2 separate regions of the Bicyclus anynana genome follow, and region 1 is linked to region 2. Evidence: chromatin contacts called from public Hi-C data. All regions are on one chromosome and are shown on one strand. The core of a region is the stretch at or near the end of the contact, and the rest is flanking DNA. Distances in the headings are between cores, read along the strand shown.

The links. Hi-C and Micro-C count contacts between places; a contact is called where the count stands out from the background.
Region 1: a Hi-C map of whole body shows a contact between it and region 2, with 1.6 times the contacts expected there. The contact joins two enhancer-like sites. A contact is called at or near these places in 2 of 2 Hi-C or Micro-C datasets (whole body and whole larva).

The regions. Positions count from the first base shown.
Region 1 is chr3:17,136,138-17,141,979 of ilBicAnyn1.1, forward strand. All of the region lies in intron 3 of LOC112048889 (GTPase-activating protein skywalker), which reads right to left. Among protein-coding and RNA genes, the nearest start is that of LOC128198037, 19 kb to the left of the region's middle. Within about 2 kb of position 1,689, at least 8 of the 8 cell types and tissues checked have open chromatin away from gene starts, as enhancers often do.
Region 2 is chr3:17,087,592-17,093,715 of ilBicAnyn1.1, forward strand. It overlaps LOC112048889 (GTPase-activating protein skywalker), which reads right to left. Exons shown (of 13, transcript XM_052891372.1): 5 at 4,178-4,302; 6 at 1,367-1,513; 7 at 312-496. Among protein-coding and RNA genes, the nearest start is that of LOC112048894, 21 kb to the left of the region's middle. Within about 2 kb of position 1,465, at least 7 of the 8 cell types and tissues checked have open chromatin away from gene starts, as enhancers often do.

The DNA of each region.
Region 1 (5,842 bases), core at 439-2,938, 49 kb after region 2:
CCGTGCAAAAACACACACAAGTGTTCATCATGCCGTTAGATCGCGTGTAGTAAAGCCACGCCCCCTTCGCCGGTGTAGAGAATAACATGGTTTTTATGTAATGTGCCATGATGTGATGGGATAAGATTGAAGATTCATTTTGTAAGCATAGAATCCATCGTTTCCATCCTCCTTAGTCAGGGTTTCTACACTCTTTTGTTGTAGTAAGAGCTCCACAACAAAACCTGTTTTGATCTTATAGGCTCTAAAATATATGAAGGACTTCTTTTGTGTGATAAAAGCCAAAATCAATGCGACCGGACTTCCGCCCTAAGACAAAAAAGCTCAAGCAGTGAACAAACAACCTACGAATATAACGTAAAGGGAATTCCAAGGTCGAACATGTTTACATTTAACAGGTAAACCGGATTTGTGTTTTTAATTTTTTTGCTGATTTTGATTTGTAAATTTAATATATACTATGCACAAAAATTAAGGGAGCAGAAAAAAAATCCAAATTTTTGGGGGATTTTCAACAGTCTGTAACTTATACAAAAATGGTCGTACAGCAAAAAAATAAAAAGCAAATTGTAGCTCTAAGTGTTTAGTTTTTGGATCTGAGTTTGAAAATTTTTTTTTGAAAATATTTTTCGAGTAATCATAAGAAAACCACCGAAAAAAAAATTTTCGAAATTTTTTTGGTTTTTTTTTTTAATCTACGGACGTGGAAAAAATTTTTTCGACTCAACTTCTATATGGACCGGATAGCTTGTTTATTCAGATTTAATTTCGTTTTTTTTAAATCTCGATACGAGCATTTCTCGCTGAGATATCGATGTTTGAATGGAAAAAGATCATTTTGTCTTTGATTACCAATATCTCAGCAACCAATGATCGCACAGAAATTTTGAGGTTGGTTTCAAAAACTTGAATAAACTTTCTACAAGGATTGGCAATTGAATTTTGAAAAAAAATTTTTTTTTCAATCATTACATGAATTTGAAAAAGCATCCAAAAAAGGGCTTTTTGTCGTTTTTTGGAAAGTCAAGCGCCCAATCAAAAATATTGCGGAAACCACTGACGTTAAGTGTGCCTTTTACTGTTCAATATACCCACAAAAACCCTACAAAGTTTCAATTCAATCCAGCCAACCGTTTTTTCTTCCCACTTGATCGAATTTTTGAAAAAATTAAAGGAGCAAGAATTTCGTTCTGAAAATGTCATAATTTACGCTTTTGTGCTTGCGCACGTGTATGTGATGACGTAACGTGATGCATCCAAAATGACCGGAGAGAGATAGGACGGTGCATCCAAAACTATTAAAGAGAGAAGGACAGATGGAGGAGCTTACAAAAGCACATCGTGAAAAATAGACCTTGCAATAGCAATATAAACTGCAAGGTCTTTTTTGAGAAATTCTCGAAAGAAGAACCAAGAAGTTTTTTTCTCCGGAACTCATGCTACGAAGTGGAACAAGCTAACTTAATAGATGAAAATAATATAATTCCTATTAATAAGCTTATTGATAAAAACGTAAATAATAAAGACCGCTATAAGGCAGCAGAACACACGGCTGGGTTAAAAACGCAGCCGCTAGTAAAAAAAAAACGGAACACTCATTAATTCGCAACGCCTTGCGCATGGCGTGCACGCAGTCTGCGCGCGCGCAGTGTCCTTCACGCCCAAGGCCGCCCACACACTGTTTACATGCCGGCGTTAGGGTTGACGGCTGTGAGAGATTATGCAAAGAATTACTTCCTGTCTATGGGCTTACCTTGCGATTTATTCTGTGTCATACTTTGACACGCTCTACTCTGTAGACGCGGCGCTAATGTCTTAATGGCACTCATTGTCGTTTAGTAATGGCGGTTTTATTGTTATTTGCGTAAGGCGCTGTCAATTTTAGTTCAGGTTTTAACCGCGGGACTTTTTCGTGGCGTGGAGTCTAGTCTAATTCTAACATATTCGGTGTCATTAGATTTGTAAAAGCAATTTTTTTGCGAATATATATTTATCGAAATCTTTTACGCAATAGGTTTTAAAAATACATTTTTGATTTTATCAGGTTGTAGAGCGGTACTTATGAATCGAAAATAATAAAAGACTTAGGTACCTACTTGAAATATTTTAATGTTTGTTGTTAAATTTAAATGTTTAAATGTTATTCCATATCCCTCAACATTCGAACTCTCCTCGGGCGAACATCAAAAAATGTTTAATATTTTCTCTAGCATAATATATATTATTATATATTAGATTGCTATATTTTAACACATTTTCCCATTTGACAACCCTATAATTTTTTCCTAGATCTTACACATACGCAACTTTGCGAAACCAGTTTTGAGATATATTTAATACTCGACCCACCAATTATAAATAACGTAGTAAAAATGTGTATAAAAAGTCAGTAGATGTAAAAAATTTTAATAAAAAAAATTCAACCGACTTCCAACTCAAAAAATAACTTTAACTAAAAAGCAAAAAATAACATCCTACCTATGTGCTACCTTCTGATCAGTTTGAAGGCGGTGCCAAGCCAGTGATGTTTTAATTAAATACGTTTAAACTACAAAATTTCTGTGGTTATTCCAGAAACAGCTTTAATTAAAACACGAAAAAAAAAAACAGCTTTAAATAAAAAAAAAAAAAAAAAAAAAAAACATACATACAGCCGAACGTAGAACCTCCTCCTTTTTGGAAGTCGGTTAATAAAAATGTTTACAAAAACTAACTGGGTGTGTCTTAAAAGCCATACTAAGCGATTGTACCACAATACAATGTATTTCTGGCTAGGCAGACAACTTTTGTAAACTTTGTTCCTCTCTTAAATAAGCTAGAGTACTTTTTAAACATAAATATGAAAAGTGTGATTATGTCTATTTTATAACGAAAGCCTTCGACGATAGGTATACGAGTAAAATACAACGACGTTACGTTAGATAACGTGCATTTTATTCAGGCCTCCCGCTTTGTAGGAGAGGGTATATATATGGAGCTTAGACCCACCCCGCTAAAACAATACGGGTGGGGTACGGTGTTGTTGTTGTTAATGATAATATCCAGGAACGCCTAAACGTGCTCTTCGTAGCACGGGGTGTAACACCGCGACCTTCTCAACTTCGGGGCTGAGATTTTACGGTGAAAATTTCTTAGAAGAAAAGCTTAGTCTTACATAGCTTAACCTAAAACTTCAACCCGGGATCTCGTAGCTCACATAGGTTGTCCACTGGTAGCAAAACGAGCAACATGTATAATAATAGGCATCAATTCTAATATCGTTATTAGGATATTAATAGATTCATCTTTCTGTTTCGTTTATTATAGAGTTGACGCTAACAAAAATACGAACGTTTTCCTGTTTCAAGTGTGCGTTGTTATTGAGAACTTAAGCTTTTGTATTCAGTAAATTGAACGCTATCTCAAATGATTCAATATTACAACCGGTACCAGTGCAAACAATTTTAAGTGAACGCAAATCTATCATCCGATTCTTGGCAATTGTTCCAACAGTCTTTCTGCAACGGAATACATACAAATAACGGAATACATATAGCAATAGTAACACAGAGCATAATCGTTTATTTTGAGTAGGTTTTACTATATAGATACTTGTACCGTCATATACGTGACCGTATCTCGAAGTTTTAACAATAAATAGACTACATTGCCTGTGTGACCTTAGCCATTTTATAAAAGCTAGAAGATTTTTCATCAGGTGTGAGTTACTGTAGTTTGGACCATGGTGGCTCCGCGAGCAGATCAGATTTTGTAGCAGATTACAAGTTTCTACATCCTCAATTGTCGAAGTAAATACTTAATTTTTAGAAACTCATCTCGATGAAATTAGGAATTATCATGAATCCACTTAATCATTATTTCTAGAATGCACCGAATGAAATTACAGTGAGTCATTAAATGTAATCTTAGTGGAACATAATATTACGTAAATTATGGAATGATATCACAATGGCACTTACTGATTACGTATCTTGGAATTAATGAACTGTGACGCGATGAACAACACAAATATCATAAAAGCAATTTTCATTTCAATGATGCGAGTTTTAAAGCGACTTCCACACTATACATTAACTAACTATAAATTAAGCCTGAAAGTTTACTTTTTCTAAACATCAGCATTAACGATCGGAACCGTTTGACAGCAAATTAATTCCATTAAACCTGTCAAACTGACTGTTTTCCTAGGTATTTGACATTTATTTCATGTATCAGATCAAATCAAACAATTAATAATACCTACCTAATAATAATAACGTATAATGCATTTCAAATTTAAATAGAAATGTAACATTTTTAAACCGAAAGCTTCCATTAAAAGCTTCTTGCTTCAGATGTCTGTTGAAAAAAGTTAGTTCAATTAGACTTTGTTAATATTTTTCTATTTGAAGAAAATTTTAATGAAAAGTTACAAAAGAATTTACTGAGGGTTATTTAAAAAGAGCTGAACTTTGGCGTTGGAAAACTGTTGTCGCCATAATTACTTGGCATAAGCATCGTCTTACAGAGAATGTTTTATCTTATTTTCATACTTGCAGAGAATGCTTGGACGATACAAAGTGGCGACAATACACATCTTTAGAAGATGAAAACGTTGTATGATTAATACTGATACTACTAATACGTAAATAAATACATGTGCAGCTCAAGCTAAAGTAAAAGATTTAGATTAAGATAATATTTTAGAAAACATATAACCTTATAATGAAATGAAAAAATCCTCAGATTCTGACAGAATTATTTCCTACAATAGAAACTTCAGACATTTTACTGTTGCAAATGCATTCAACCTTGATGTCGGATAAGAACGGAGCACTATTAAGTGGCACTCAGCGCACGCTACTGATAATGGCTTTGATCTGGATGAACGTACATTATACGATTCGAACATCATAACAATATATTTGCATCGAAAATAGAATCCAGTATTGTCGAATATTCTGACTTATACACTTTATATACTATATATTTATATTTTACACTTTATATCAAAGATTGTAATATGCAAATTTTTCTATTTAATGCTAAAAACAAAGTAACTAAGCTAAAATGAAAAATAATTAATGAATTAAACAAAACTATTTTGATTACAATATACATATTTAATATTGAAACACCCATTTTGATACTCAACACTTGTAAAGCGAATGTAAGAGAAAATTTTAAACCAGATGGAAAATGAAGAGAGATTAAAACACAAATATTGTGCACAAAAGTATATGTCTATAAGATTTGTAAATTGCAATTGTAGAACATAACGTCGTAGTGTTTTAATTTGAATCTAGTGTTTTATAAACATGGAAAGGATTTATGTACTGAAATCATTGCAATCGTTAACAGATAAAATGTAACAATTCATCCAAAGTAAAAACTAAGTATACAATATAACATTTAGACATTCAAACATAAAGAAACAACAAATGACTTTGTCAATGAACACTTGCAGATGAGTGTACATTAAGTAGTTGAACTGAGTGTCACGTGGTTGGATTCGGATTACTGGGTACCGTGGAGCGTAGACAATGAGCACGTGGGCGTAGCGAGGCTCTAATTAGTGCGGACACAACCTCGACGCGACCTCTTGGCACGAACAATCAACAACTAATTGAATAAAGTAGACCGACATTACCGAATTGCAAATTTGATATGCTCTTTCGTTTTGAACACTTAACCGAAAACGTGTATTGTAATTAAGGAGTTGAGAAACACGTTTTCGGTGTAATGTTACGTACGTACACGATATTTTATGTTGTAAATCTGTACTTTTAAAATTTATTATCTACAAAATGTATGAAATATCCATTATTCATGATTATTTTTTAAATTTTTATTTCCACTTTAA
Region 2 (6,124 bases), core at 215-2,714:
CTTTATTTTCAAGTTATGGTTAGGTTAGGTTAGGCCTAACCTTCAAATTTTAGAATCCATTAAAAAATAGAAATCATCTCAAAACTTTCCAATAATAATGGGTTACGACTGTAATAAAGTCACTAGTTCTGCATTATACTATATCATTGAATTATATTTTGTTAACCTTGCCAGCAGTCGGGTTATTTAATTTTTTTAATAATGAATTTTTTAAAGCGTCGTATTTATGGCATTTGTTTCAACTGAACTGTGTAAACCGCTGGACAACGCTACTATAATCTAACATTTTGTCACTCGGAACCCTTTCTAACCTTAGTGCCCTTATACTAAAAGCGGTCCTTAGAAGCTTGGTGGGAGAGGCAGGCATGTTCCTGCAGAATTTGTCGACGGCGTGATCGACTCCGTTCTTCGTGGCCTCGGCGTACCACTCTGAGTTCTGGTTGGTGGAGTGCTTGTTGAACAGGATAAGGATCGCTAGAGCTACCCTGTAGAACACCTGTAAAAGAAAAATAATACAAACTTAAGTTGAGTTAATAGTAATCTAAAGCCTTAAACCATGTGCTAAGAGCCATTAAAACTCTGTTAGCAAATAAAGGCACATCAAACAACCACAATATATAGCGATCCAGGATATAAACAGGAAAGGAAGGGGGCACAATGCATAATCAGAGGATGATGACATACATTTGTTACATAGAATCTCAATTTCGTATACGTCAACTAGCATACGTCATAGATGTGTAAGTGAATAATTAGCCTGCAGGATCGTGGAGTAACTACAAAAACCTTATATTCCGAAAAAAATATGACGTTGAATTGGTTGGTTGTTAATTGCAATAATTTCGGCCTAATAATATCTACTATCGCTGTTATTGCCTCATTGGTCCAGACTCCAGTGGTATCCTATGTCGGTTCACGAGGTCCTGGGTTTCAATTCTGGGTCGGTTCATGGAACTTTTCTTTCTTCTAAAATAGTTTAGAAAATTCTCAGTCCGGAGTTGGTAAAAGTAGGAGAGCACGTTAAGACGTTGTTTTCCATTCCATTATTATTAACATCTGACAGTGGGGGTTAATTAAAAGTTATAACCTTAATCCCTCCAAACCTCTTTGGAGCGGCGTAACAGTTTTTTTTTTGTTTTGTGTATCTGCAATCAGTCGACAGACTGTAAGGAGATTTGATCAAATAAATTTGGCTTTACCAGGCAGGAAGACTATTGTCTTCAAGTCTGCACAGAATCGAGCACATCAGCTCGCTTTAACCGCTCAACTTTTTCCACAGTTAATAGCCCGGAGGCCGGAGGAGTGGATTGGGATGTTTCAGCAAAGGCTTTGTAACAGATAACGATTAGATTATAGTAAGGGTTACCTTAATTCCTTCATGGAAGAAACAGTCGAGCACGCGCACGAGGTGCGGGAAGGGCAGCGCCGCCAGGATCCACCACTGCCAGTCCGCGTAGATGCGCTCGGGGCCGATCGCGCCCGACAGCCGCGACAGGTGCTGCGCGGCCGACTTCTGCAACCAAGGGGCGATGCTGTACGTTTGTTGTGATAACATCGCAGTCCGGGTGGAGCTCATGGATTTTTTTTTACGTAGAGAAGAAGTCTCTCGGGCCCGCAAGGAGCCGGGGGGAGACGCGACGCCTTCTGCGCTTGGAGACTATCGCCTACCATGACTACGGTAGGGTCTTTGGGTCGGCATGTAGCCTATAGTTTGAGCCACTAAGTGTCTGAGAACGAGTTATGTTGACATCCACTATTACCCTTAGGCCCAAAGGCCTCAGCTCTGAAAGGGGCCGGAACATGAACGGGGGAACAAGATCCCCCGCGCCTTACCCAGGCAAGGAGCCTCGAGGCCTGTACTGTACCCTCACCCGACTTAGTATCTGGGACGAGATGATCTGCCTCTCACTTTTGTTTGAAGACGACTTACAATATCAGGATATTATGCAAAGTTTCTTATTCTATAATATAAAAATGAATCTTAAATTCATCGTAAGCGCAAATGTCGAACGGCTGAACCGATGTCACTAATTGTTTTTTTAGCATATTTTTTGAAGTACGAGGATGGTTCTTACGGAGAAAAAATAAAAAAGTCCAAGCGGTTGGATAGGGTTAGGATAGGGTAGGGGTATGGTAGGAGTAGGGTAGGTGTAGGGTACGGTAGGGGTAGGTAGATTATGACACAATTGGAGTAATTAACAATCATTGGTTATTCTTTTGAGTGATTATTTATGTTCCTAACCTAGGTCCATAATGGCTATAAAATCGATAGTCTCGTGGCGTGCCCGCGTAATAAATTGTTTTTACTGACGATAACAATATCTGGTAGCCAAGGACCAGAGGTTAGAAACCGGTCGCTATTATCGAATCTATAAATTCTTAATGCGTCGGGGTGAACGACATCGTACCGAATCGATCGAAACCTATTTGCCTATGTAAACAAACCGATGCCATATAGTTACTTGACAGTGTTTTGAAAACGAAGCCAGCTATCATTGCGTCGACTGATCAAAATGTACCTACTGGCACTTTTAGAAATAGATTCGTCATTTTGGAAAATATCAAAGTTTGTCAGGCTTTCAAGATAAGTACTGTAAGCGAATACGTAGTTTAATTCATAGTAGCTATAGGAAGAAAACCTAAAGGAGGTAAAGGAGGTTAGTTTCGTGGCAACCCTACACCAAGATAACGGTTGTCCGTTTTGACTTAATTTTTTTGAAACGGGAAGGATTAAACTTTACCGCAGACGCGGGCTAGGCGCAAGATCTGGAAACCATGGAAACCAATAAAATGTCTTCTGAGACATTTTATTGGTTTCCATGGTTTTTTTGAAATTTGAAATTAAAACTTGCACATGTTATTCTCTGTTTATATTAGTCGTACTTTTAACAGAACAAATAATTGCAATATCTTAAAATAGCAGCTGTATTTACAATACAAGCTCAATGACAAAGATAAAAAAAAACTTAATAGCGGTCATTATTATTTTAATACTACTTTATCAATGCTAAGATATATGTTTGCACCTCGTATATAAAGTTATTTAAATAATCTCAGGGATTGAAATGTCTGCCTATAAATCCTTTCAATATATTTGATCCAAATTTCTCTAAAAACATTGAATGTCCTCAAAGTACACAATATAAAAATGGTCCTTCAAGCCGGATATTTCGTTTCGATGCATAGTATAGGAAATTCAAAACATAACTGTACTTAAACGTGTCGCGTGTTCGATGCTATATTAAGGTACACCTGATAGCGTTATTTATATGCCGTTCGTGGTCACGCGATTCCCTTTCAGTTGGGTTTTAAAATGGTGCGTTTTGATAGTTAACTTCTTTATGTAATTAAATCTGGGGACTTACGTATAAGATGACCTTTGTTGATTAACTAAAAACGAAGTACGTAAATTAATACAACTTCTTTATTTTCATAATTTTATATATAAAAAAAAATCAAGTTATGGTTCTACCATGTTATGCCACGAAGGTAGCTGGCAGACATAAAACTTTTTTTTATATAAAAATAACATTAAATTAATTCTGTATACATGGTACAGAATTATATTACACTGTATATTTTAATTTACCAAACAGTAAACTCTAAAACTTGACTTAACTAACGCAACCTAATTATTATAATTATAATTATTAACAATAAAATAATAATTATTTAAGTGCATAGATTTAAAAAAGTCTGATTCCGTAATAAGCATTCTGCTAAGAAAAGCATATAACGCAAATTAACTAATAAAGGAAATCATCAGAGGACGTCTTTGAAGACGATAAAAATAAGGGGCTCGATTTTATTGTTTTTATTATTCAGCATTTATCTAAAGACCCCTGCTTCATACAATAAGTATAATAAAGATTAAGCGATACGGTGGTATTACGTGACGTTGGTTCGTAAAGAAAAGAATTTATGTTAATGTATAAACGTATATACATAACGAATGTTTGTACATTCAACATGCTATTAATTATTTTAACCTTTCTTTGTTTTACTAAATGGCAATCATTTTTGTAATCTTAACCGGAATTGAAGAATTAATTAATTTATCGAATATATACATATAATATATAGTCGAATTGTTGTTCTAATGTATGGATCTTATGAGACCTTCAGCGCGAATCAACAAATAACTTTGAAGCAGTAAATAATCCAAATTCAAGCTTACGGCATGTTTCTTCGCGATCTGCATGACTGTCTTCCACGTGACTTCGTTCAGGAGTTTTGTCTGTGTGATGAACATCTTTTCCTTGGACGCGACGAGACTCGCCATGCAGTGGTAGCATTCTTCCTCTGCAAAGAAGAAAAAGTTTTTTTGTCAATTTATAAAAATGTGAAACCGAGAATGTAGATGCGACCTTAACACTAACAATGATTATTGTAAATAGTTTTGTGCCTAATTATCCTTAATCTAAAAATGTAACGGGATCCAGTAAATATATTTTTAGGATCACGAGCTTCCTCTCTCAATCATACAGGACAACTTAACAAATGAATGTTGAGATACTGTAGACAGCAACACTGTCGACAAACTACATTATTGTCATTTTCCATAACTCCTATTCAAGCAAGTTAATTCAGAACTAGACTGAAATACTGCAATGCTGAACGCTTATTATTTGATCTTAATTCAACTAAGAAGCATTTACAAAAAAATTAAAAATAAAAATAAGCCAAAAATTACAGAGCAGCAGAAGACCAACATTTTATGATGATATGATAAATTTGAGGAATATTATCCCAGATTTTTTTGCACCAAAAAGTCATTCCTCGTTGAATATAATTCATTACATTATTTCCGTTTCCATTGACAGCGTCTGCTCTGCTTCCAAACTGATTCATATAGATTTATGATTGTTTATCTAAACTATATTTTTCATGTTCCCTGAGAAATACTCAAATATAAACTGGACGATATCACTGACCTCGATGTCATAATCGTGTACACCGATTGTAATTCATTGCAAGTTTAAAATGCGAAACTGGGACGCGCATGGAATAAAAAAAGAACGATTCTGTACGCCAGCGAACATCCAATTTCAACTCTCCGGCGCGTGAGATTGGCATATTAAGGGAAACGAAAGTCTAAATATCATTTTAAATCTCAAGAGAGTCTAGACTACATGGGAAATTGTGTTTTCGAAGGGCAATTCCGCCAGAATGGATGCAATTATCGCGCCAACTCGTCGAGAACGCTTCCAATGCGAACGTTAAAACGTATCTGACAAAACCATTGATTGCTATTCAGGCGAGGGCGGCGAGATTGCTTCATTTTTCTTCCATCAAACTGAAAAACGTCTTGTCGATTAAATATAAAGAATAATTGGTAATTTTCCTCATTTTAATAACATGACATAACAAATGAAATTATAGAAATAACATCGGAAAGTTTCGTGTACTTTTATTATAACAGATCCTACATCTATACTACTTATTTCAAATCACTTGAGCGCGTAATTAAAACAAACAGAAAATAAGTCTCAGGGGGTATTATATATACAGAGTTCTTCATTAAAACCAGCTTAAACATCCCTAATCTCGTTAACCATTCCTATATGATGTTTAACGAGGTTTTGTTAGTAAAAGCGCTTGTGATTCCACCAGGGAAACAATATTACTAAAAATTGCAAAATATCAAATTCTAAGCTACTTCTAAGAATTTGCGTTCATATTTCTGCGGGCATGGTTTTGAAGACATTGAGGAATACTTTTGTTATATTTGTATACACACATGTACACCTATTGCAATCAACCGAACACAAGATAAACACGAAATAAATGATCGCCCGACTTGAAAATATATTGCATGTCTTGTATTATACAGTGCCAACGGCAGTCGGTTTAAAAAAATACACACGTTTTATACGCATTACATACTGAAGTAACAGTTCATTACAGGCTCATAGTATTATCATTAATCAAATTAAAACATTTTCATGTCTAGTTGTCTATTGGCAGATCTACTACTAATTTAGTAGACATAAAACTTTGTGAATCATGAAAATGAAACTCTGCTAGCGCTGAAAATCGATTTTGTGCAAGGCAATTTTACGAGAAATGCAATTTATACGTAGCTCGTGGTTCTATGCCTATTCCGATGCGCACAACAATCCGA